Linked DNA regions of Triticum aestivum: regions 2 and 3 are each linked to region 1. The links are chromatin contacts, called in public Hi-C maps. All regions are on one chromosome and are shown on one strand. The core of a region is the stretch at or near the end of the contact, and the rest is flanking DNA. Distances in the headings are between cores, read along the strand shown. Region 1 holds the start of LOC123096486. Region 2 holds the start of LOC123099737. Region 3 holds the start of LOC123096488 (MACPF domain-containing protein CAD1).

Region 1 (3,036 bases), core at 402-2,901:
TATAGAGCATGTCTGCATGGCAATATTAATTGTCATATCGGTTGGCGGCAACTTACCATCCATCATTTTTGATCTGGCTACTCACTTAATGTATCATTTGCCTCAAGAACTAACACCTATGCCGCACTTCATGCGCTCTGTCCACTGCTACATACCAACAAATTGTGCATATAAATCTAGAGCCATTGGCCATGAGTTTGCGGGATACTAGAAACCCTAAAACCATAGCCAAACGATGGCTATTACTATGATAATGAAGTTGTTAGTGCATTCTATTTTGGTACATGGGTTTGAAGCAATGCATCTTCCACTAACAGGGGGGCTTGAAAGACTTCCTCTGTGGGTCGATAGTCGCACATCTCCGTGGAGCAGCGCCACCGCTTGCACGACCAGGAATTCACAATGGGTGGACAACAGGGATGCGCTGCGCCATATCCTCTTCGTGGTCACCAAAGAGGAGCGGTAGTAGGTAGCAGCCACACGGACTCACCAGTAGGACCGCCCACACCGACACCCGTTGTTGCGGCCGCCACCCGCCGCTTGACCACCGTTGTGCCGCAAAAGTCGATGCAGTCGGCGATGGAGAGCTACATAGCCAGAGGGCATGGGCGATGACGGGGGTGATGGAGGATCAGTAGCAGGGACCGTCGGGACGATTCCATATGGAGGATGGGGCGGCGGGGGAGACGACCTAGAGCCGTGTAGATGCAGGCTTTGGTCCGGCCGCTGTGATCTCCTCCTGTGGTCCGATAGCATCTATAGTTCGTAGCCACCCGCATACGGTTAATTAATGGTGGTGGTCGGAGCTCGGCGAAGAAGGTAGTGGTGGCCGAAGCTTGAGCTGAGAGGGGCGACGACCAGGGTGAGAAATGGAAAGGGGAGGAAGACGACGGCGTAGTCGCGAAGTGTATGTGTCTTCCCGCCCCTCACCTAGTCAATGACGTGACCCATTCAATGACGTGTTCATGTGGTTGGGGCTGCGAGAAACATCCCACGACGAAACGAATGAGTGAACGGTTCGCTCCAGCTGAGTCATCTAGCCACCGCGCAGGGAGATTCGTGCGGAACACCCAACAACCCGCAAAGTGTTCGTTGGGAGTCATCAAACATCTGACGTCAGTTAGTCATCGTTTTTGTTACATAGAGCATGTTTTTTCCTTAAAAGCATGCTAGGACATAACACATATATAGAGCACGGCTGCATGGCAATATTAATAGCCATGTCGGTTGGCGCCTTGGCGGCAACTTACCGCCCACCATTTTTACCACGTGAACTGGCTACTTGCCTAACGTACCATTTGCCTCGAGAACTAATAACACCCAATGCAGCACTCCGCACACTCTGCCCACCGCTACATAGTAACAAACCGTCCATAGAAAATCTAGAGTCGTTGGTCACAGCCACAGAGTACGGAGGGATTGAATACTAGAAAACCATAAAATGATGGCCAATCGGTGGCTATTACTATGATCATGAAGCTGTCAGTGCATTCTATTTTGGTGCATGGGTTTGAAGCGACGCAGCTTCCACCAACACGGGGGGCCTGGAAAGTCTTCCTCCGTGGGTCGACGGTCGCACATCTCCCAACTGTCCCCAGAGTTTACCGACGACGCAATCCAAAGGCAAGAGAGAAGACCCAGCGGCGCGGCCTCCATTAGCATTAGCAGCAAACCGAGCGACGCCGCCGATCAAGAACTGGGAGCAGGACAAGGAAAGGGAGAGATCTTTTCTCCGGCAACCGGAAAAAAGGAGGAAAAGAAAAGAAAAAGAAGGACGAAAAGGAAATCTTGGCTTCAAGCCGCCTCCTCCTCTCTTCTTCGTCTTCCCCTTTCCCCCTCCCTTCTTCCTCCGCTGCCGCTGCGTCCGTGCGTGCGTGCCGATCGAGCCTCGCGCACGCGGAGAACACGTCATCGTCGTCATCCCCTTCTCTCTCTATCTCTTCACGCGCGGCGCGGGAGCAGGGAGGAGAGGCGACGAGCCGCGGGCGGGGGCGAGCGAGGGAGAAAAACCTGACCCTTTTTTCCTCCCGTCACATATTAAAAATCCATTTCTTCTCCGTCTTCCCTTTTTCCGCTAATCCCGCTGTCCCTATCCCCTCCCGTCCCCTCGCCGCCGGCCCGGCGCGCCCAGATCGCGACCCCTCCCCTCCCCTCCGCCCTCGCCGATCGTCCCGCCCCCGCCGCGCGCTCGTCCGGGGGCTCGCCGTTGTCCGGCGCTTCGCTTCCGGCGTCGCCTCTCTCGGCCCGGCTCGCCCCCGTCGGGCGGTTGCTCCGCGCCTCGTCTACGTGCGAGGAGTCGCGGCTGCGGGGGCTTCGAGGGAGCCAGCGAGCGAGCTCCGGCGCCCATGGTCGACATCCACGAGTGCGCCGTGGTGCTCGTGCAGGAGCCCGACCATGCGGCGGCGGCGGCCAACCCGGACCCGTCCTCGATCTCCGCCCACGCCTGGCGGCCCTTCGAGGATGCCGCGGCCGCCGTCGTGGGCCGGATCCAGCCGTCTGTCTCCTCCGAGGACCGCCGCGCCGCCGTCGTGCACTACGTCCAGCGCCTCATCAGGTGCAGCGTCGGCTGCGAGGTAACCAGCTACTCCCTTCTTTTTCCGCATGCTCCGATTCTCTAACCCTTATGCTTGCCTTGCTCTATCGTTTGCTTACAAGCTCCGTGTTCCTTTGCGCATCAAGGACATGGGCACGGCGCTGTACCCTTGTTAGTTGTGTCTCACGTTCTCCAGATCATGTCTATGTAGCTGTCTTAGGATGGTTTTACGAGGATTCCTCTCAGTTCTTCGGATTCGTCCTCTAGGTCATGGAAATATTGTGTGGATAACCTGCTAGGTGCAATTGGGCAGTGCTGCTGCTCAGTTCATACTTACCATGCTTCCCATTCTGTTTGGCTCTACCATAATGCCCTACGTATTTTTTGTATGCTATATCATGCTATCGCTAGTGATGCCGCCAAACTCCCCGACTTCCCTTTTTGCGTCAAGGACAGGGGTGCCGCCAAACTCCCCGACTTTCCTATGGGTGCCGTACGCTTGT
Region 2 (3,036 bases), core at 176-2,675, 720 kb after region 1:
TAAGACGTTTTTTGACAGTCCTGTGTCGACTGAAAGGTTGATGGCCCTTCCAGTTAGTTCAACAGCCTCTGTTCAGAACCAACAACCATTGTCATGAGAAATTAAGTGAAGGATCAACGTTTGTTTTGTGTGTGTGAGGCTTGCTTCCGTCCACAAGCGGCATATATTTTTGTTGGGGACAACTGAAGATTATCGGTTCATGGAGCATTTTACACCGCTCCGAAGGCCAATGTGGTTGTTAGAGCGGCGACTTCAGAGTTCAGATCATCCTATCTCTAGTCTTCTACAAATAATGTATGTTATCTTAGTAGCAGGTTGCAGCATTTACCCTATGATTACCATGGAGATCTCATTACCATGTGGCACACTAGAGTCCAAATCATTGGCTTGTACCAACCGTTATATTTCAGTCAAGCAGAAAATTTACACGTATGCGATATCTGCCCAAACTAAGGTTGTATGCGTGAAGTTGAGACATGAGGGATGATGACTCAATAAACATCAGTCGTCTGATAAACATGTATGCATATGAATTTCTATGATGGAAATCAATTTTCCATGACGAGAACTGTTTCATCATGGATATGTTGCATCTATAGCAAAATATTTCCGTCATGGTGATGCTCCAAAATCGTCATTATTCTTCCATAGAGCACTTAATTGGCCTGTTTTTTTTCCTTGAAAAAACGACTTCAACACAAGGTGACATAAATTTTATGACAGAAAACAATTATTTCAAAGAACATAGTGACTTGGAAACGTCGCAACGTGAAGGTTTTTAGGAATGAAGATCGTGGCATTCACCTAATCGCTGATAATGCTGCGGAGGACCTTCTTCTCTGGTCTCACAGATGTAAAAACCCCGACAAACAATCCCTTATGCGGGATTGGGGGACCATGTTGTCTCATTTAGCTGCGAGATTATAGCTATCATGTATCTTCTTTTTTTTCTCCTCCGAATCCTCTTGTAACTCTCTACTCTCTTTGTACTTGCTTCACTTTTGGTAATATAAGGTTCAGGCCGGCATAAGCCCGCCGTAGTGGTATTCCCAGCTCATCAGGGTTCAAGTCCTAGACTTGCATTGGCGCACGCATTTTTCTGGATTTATTTCAGTCTTTCCGGCGATGTTCATTCCTGTGGTGACTTCGTAAATCTTAAGGTGTTATGACGGCTGGGTCTCTCGGAGGTGCTCATAGGGGTAGGGTGTGCGTGCGTTCATAGGGATGAGTGTATGCAAGTGTCAGGCGTACTTTGTTAAAAAGAAAGAACATGGTGACAAGGCACCACGTTGGATTATTAAGTGATGATGTGACACGCGGCGGTATTTTTGGGCCAGGGATATTTATGGTATAGTTATGCAACCCATTAGAGGCCCATCCTTAATAAAATGGGCCACAACATTTAGGTCGTCTCGCCGTTTTGCTTGCAAAATTGCCCCTTGTGTTTTTCTCAAAAAAAGGAATTCCCCTTGTGTTGAAGATAATCTGCACACCTCTCACGACCTGACTCCAGCCCCTAAATCAGTACCCTACCCGAATCTGGGTTTACTTACCGCCGGACGCCACAACTTTGTGTTGGCGGTCCAGAATTGGTTCTTCCTTGGACTGAAACGAGATCGAGCCCCGCCGCACCTGCACCTGCATCTGCACCGTCTACGACATTGACTGCGGCGTCGCCGATCGAGACGCGACTGTTCGTCATTGTCGTCCCAGACAGCACAGCCAGGTACAACCTGTCTGTCGATTACGCGATCCATCTGAACTAAGTAGCCAATATGTATGCACACATTATTCATAACCGTCCATGGAGCAAGCTCCAACTAAAATGGCTGTTTCTGATGAGCAAGTTGAATTATTTGTGTATTATTATTCTGCCTGTTTGTTTGTGCATATATATTATATGGAGTATACGCTAACTCTGGCAGCCAATCATGCAAACTAAGTACTCTACTTGTAATTATCAGAGCCATAGCTAGCTTAGGCCTTAGGTGATGCTACATGCATGGCTAGGGAGGCTTGTTCAGACTAGGCTGGCAAATGGCTAGGCTGCTCAGAGCAAGAGGATTGCTTAATGCTTTCTACTGTACTACTCCACCCGAATATGCAATATCTTCCATACATATGAACTAGAGAATTAGTGCCTGCTAGTAAAAGGCAGCAAAGTGCAATAATAAATTAATTATGTAAACAAGGAAACAAATTATCAGATCTGATGCATTTAGACCAGGTACCTTCGTCCTTCATTCATCTTCTTCTTGTGGAGTTGATTTTATCCCTTTTTCTTTTGCGGGGATCCTGAACATTGCAAGGGAGGAGAATGAGAGTCAACGCCGTCGAGGGACAGCTAATAGGCTAAGCAGATTGGATGGCGGATAGAGAATGTCGCGTCTCCTCCGCTAGAGCTGTCTTTGCTACCACTTTGCTCTCTTGGCACAAAATCTGTAGTTCATATGTAGGGTCTTTTTCTCTGATGGAAACAAACATGGTTGCTTTCATTATATTAACAAGAGAAAAAAAAGGTAATACAGCAGGGAAGGGCAGAGGAAAATATAAAAAGTACTACTCTGTTTGGGGTTTATATAATCCCCGCGCTTATTTTAAGAAAAAAAATTGATCATTAACTTGATCAAAAAATATGAGTTTATATGACCAAAATATACCATTGGGAACTTCTTTGGAAGGTATATCCAGTGATATACTCCCTTAGTAGTGATCTAAAACGTATTATATTTGTTTATAGAGGGAGTACTTTTTGTGGCATTTAACGCATATTATCAATAATCAAATTAACGGTCAAACTTTTTCTTAAAATACGTGTGGACCTTATAAACCTGGACGGAGTTAGTACAAAGCATTAAGCAACCCTCTTGCTCCAGCCAGTCCAACCTTTTGCCAGATTGTAGTTTCGTCCCGGCCATTTGCCAGTTTCTAGCCTTCTCTAGACAAGCCTCACTAGCCAAGTACTTTCAGTTCTGATGCCAGATTAACATCCACTTGGGTCAATGCCAAAAAGCTAGTCCTTTGCAGGTGACTGCT
Region 3 (3,036 bases), core at 278-2,777, 560 kb before region 1:
GCTGACCGCCCGGTGGAAGACCTCGTTCTACCACACAAGGGCAGCTTTCCTAGTCCAGGATTATTTTCCTCATATGTAATTTCACCTTAATGTGGAAATGTCCATCTTATTCAAAAATATAAGATCTTCATGAAGGTCTGTCTTGTTTTTAAAACCTAAGGGTGGATCAAAAGGCACCAGTATTCTCTAACCTAACTTGTCAGATCAATAATCAAGGGACACAAGAAGAAGGCAAGAGCGTGGTTCCAGCTAAAACCAACTCTGTGAGGAAAGCAGAACTCAGCAGTGACTGATCCGCTCGAACCACACTGCTTACTTAGGCTCACTTACGAGCTACCCTGACTCTGATCTCTGATCTAGTAGATGTGAGAAATCAATCCAACTCCATCGGATCTTATGATCTTTGCAGAGGACAAAGGTACTTCATCCCGACCTAAACTACTAACGGAACTTCATGCGAATCTACAGGTTTTGGAGATTTTTTCTATTTACATTCCCGTCGGTTAGAAAGAGCTGAGCCGCTAAATGATCAGACCAGACAGGTGCAGGTAGCTCCACTGCGTTACCCGTGATTGAAACACAAGCTGGAGATGTATCGGCCTATATCCCCACCAATGTGATCTCCATTACAGATGGACAAATCTGTTTGGAAACAAAGCTCTTTTATCGCGGAATTAGACCAACTATTAACCTTGGCTTATCCGTCAGTAGCGTCGGGTCAGCCGCTCAGCTGAAAGCTATGAAACAAGTATGCGGTAGTTCAAAACTGGAATTGGCACAGCTTGTACAGTTGTACTCCTACATAGCATGTGCGTGCATCCGGTTATGTCCTGACACTACCAGGATACGAAGAACAGTTTAGAAACAGCATGCAGTTAATCAAGCAGCTAGCGATGAATTAACAAAAGACAAACGACCAAATTCAGAGACAAAACACAATGAACAGTGTCAGTCGTCGGCACCTCGTGGAAGGCGCACGGGCCAGCGGTCTCCGGTACACCAACCCCACTCTCACCGGAGCAGTCGACATCCTTGGGCACACCGGGGACAGTCAGCCCGTCAGGCATGACCAGATCCCTGGAGCTCAGCTCGCCATCGTCGACGTCGACGAGGCGAGACCCCTTGCAGTAGAGCAGCCTGGTGTCGTGGGTGGCATCGAACCCTCGCCCCAGCGCGTCGATGGAGCTCCGGATCACGCGCAGCGCCGGGGCGCCCTCTTCCTCCATTTCAGGACTGGTGGCGGCCCAAGAACGCCCGCGGGTTCTACGATGCGCCGAGAATTCCGGGGCGAGCAGAACCCATCTCGCAGATCCTCAACTTTTTCTCCGGCAGCAAGAAGGACCTGAAGTAGACTGTGAGAACAGCCGAGGCAAGTAGAGCGGAAGAGAGACGACGACGGCGAAGGCGAAGGCGACGAGAGGAGAATTTCCGCCGGTGCTTCGGTGGGACGCGGGTGAGAAAAGCAAGGAAGGGGATAAAGGCTCGTGTGGACCGAAGAAAGACTCGCCGGGTCTTCCTAGCAACTTTGTCGCTGGCAAACACACACACACAGTGGATGTTGCAGCGTGGAATTGGGAAAAAGTCTGACAGGGACGTCTATCGAATGTGAGTCTGCTATGGTTGTGCGACATATCCCAAGGGATGGTTTATCATTGTGGGAGCCAGTAAAACATTATCGGTGTCTGAAAACGGAATAAGGTGAAGACATGCACGTCGGCGGATCTTACCCAGGTTCGGAGCTCTCCGTGGAGATAACACCCCTAGTCCTGCTCTGCGGGGTCTCCGCATGATCACTAGATCAATACAAGTAGCTACAAGTGCTTCTTGAGCTGTTTGGCTAGGGGAAGAAGAAGGGCATGGCCGGCTCTCCTTTTCTCTCTATGTGGTGTGTGAAACTCTATGAGATCAACCCTTTGCATGGGTGTCCCGGGGGGTTTATATAGGCCTACCCCCAGGGGTACAATGGTAATCCGGCTGGGCGCGGGTCCCAGCCGTCAGTGTCTGTGCTCCCCGCTTCTCCGCCGGTCATTGGGGCCCGCCGACTGGTGGGTCCCGCCAGCTGCCGGCCTCTTGGCCGACAGGCCGACCCCACCGCTTGGGGGCCTTGTCGGCGGCTGGTTACTGTTGCCTCGCCTCTGATGACGAGGGCTTTGTCGAGGTAAGCGTGGCTACAGTGCCGCCGTCTTGCGGGCTCTCACTGTAGCGTCACCTTGTCTTGTCTCCTTAATGAGGCACATGTTTCGAGGGAGGGAGGTAGCCGGCTATTGGGAGTCGGCTACGCCCCCGGCCGACTAGGGGAGGCCGGGCCGCCTTCGAGCGTCTCTTTGGCTAAAGGGGTCCATCGCCCGCGGGCAGTACTGGCGCCTGTCGTGGGTGACATCGAGGTCAACATGGCTACAGTGTCGCGCCGGACGGGAGATGGCTGGCCCGTGCGGCGCCCTGTGGCCATGCCTGTTTCGGGATTCGGGGGTAGTGGGCTGTACTGCGGCCACGCCCCGTCTTATCACCGTTATGTGGATGCAGTCTTGGTGGGTGCAGTCTTGGCCGGCTTCTGGGAGTCGGCCCTCTTCATGGCCGGCTTCTGGGAGTCGGTCCTCTTGGGGCCGGCTTCCTGGAGTCGGCCATCTCGTAGCTTTCCTTGGGAAGGTTTCTGAGGCCGGGTCGCCTTCTGGTAGTCGGCCCTGGGGATAGCCGGCCAGAGGAAGGCGGCCCCATGCTCTGGATACTTGAAGGCTCGAATGGCCTGATAATTTTTTGAAGAGCCAGGGGGAGTCGGTTAGGCTACCCGTGGCCATTTACTCCGACAGTAGTCCCCGAAGCTGGTTGGGCTTCGAGGCTGAGAGGAGGTCGAGAAGCTCGGTCAGCTTCTTATCTTGACGAGCCAGCAGCTGGGAGCCGGCTTCGGTTGGGCGCGCCGTCTTGGCGAAATTTCTAAAGTCGGAAGGCGGGAGTCTGTTGGCACGCGCGCCGGGCTGCGGGCCGGCCGCTTGCCGCCCACGAACCACGTGGCATCCTCCGGCTAAAAAAAGCCTGCCA

What was found. A called contact is a pair of places that touch in the nucleus more often than the background predicts.
Region 2: a contact with region 1 is called in a Hi-C map of leaf, with 6 times the contacts expected there. The contact joins the promoter of LOC123099737 here to the promoter of LOC123096486 in region 1. A contact is called at or near these places in 3 of 5 Hi-C or Micro-C datasets (all in leaf).
Region 3: a Hi-C map of leaf shows a contact between it and region 1, with 2.6 times the contacts expected there. The contact joins the promoter of LOC123096488 here to the promoter of LOC123096486 in region 1. A contact is called at or near these places in 2 of 5 Hi-C or Micro-C datasets (both in leaf).

What each region holds. Positions count from the first base shown.
Region 1 is chr4D:99,963,551-99,966,586 of IWGSC CS RefSeq v2.1, reverse strand. It overlaps LOC123096486, which reads left to right and starts at 1,651. Exons shown (of 9, transcript XM_044518228.1): 1 at 1,651-2,573. The coding sequence starts at 2,346.
Region 2 is chr4D:99,242,997-99,246,032 of IWGSC CS RefSeq v2.1, reverse strand. It overlaps LOC123099737, which reads left to right and starts at 1,425. Exons shown (of 8, transcript XM_044521839.1): 1 at 1,425-1,726. It overlaps LOC123096484 (a long non-coding RNA gene), which reads left to right. Exons shown (of 3, transcript XR_006446623.1): 3 at 1-432.
Region 3 is chr4D:100,520,337-100,523,372 of IWGSC CS RefSeq v2.1, reverse strand. It overlaps LOC123096488 (MACPF domain-containing protein CAD1), which reads right to left and starts at 1,527. Exons shown (of 7, transcript XM_044518229.1): 1 at 963-1,527. The coding sequence starts at 1,226.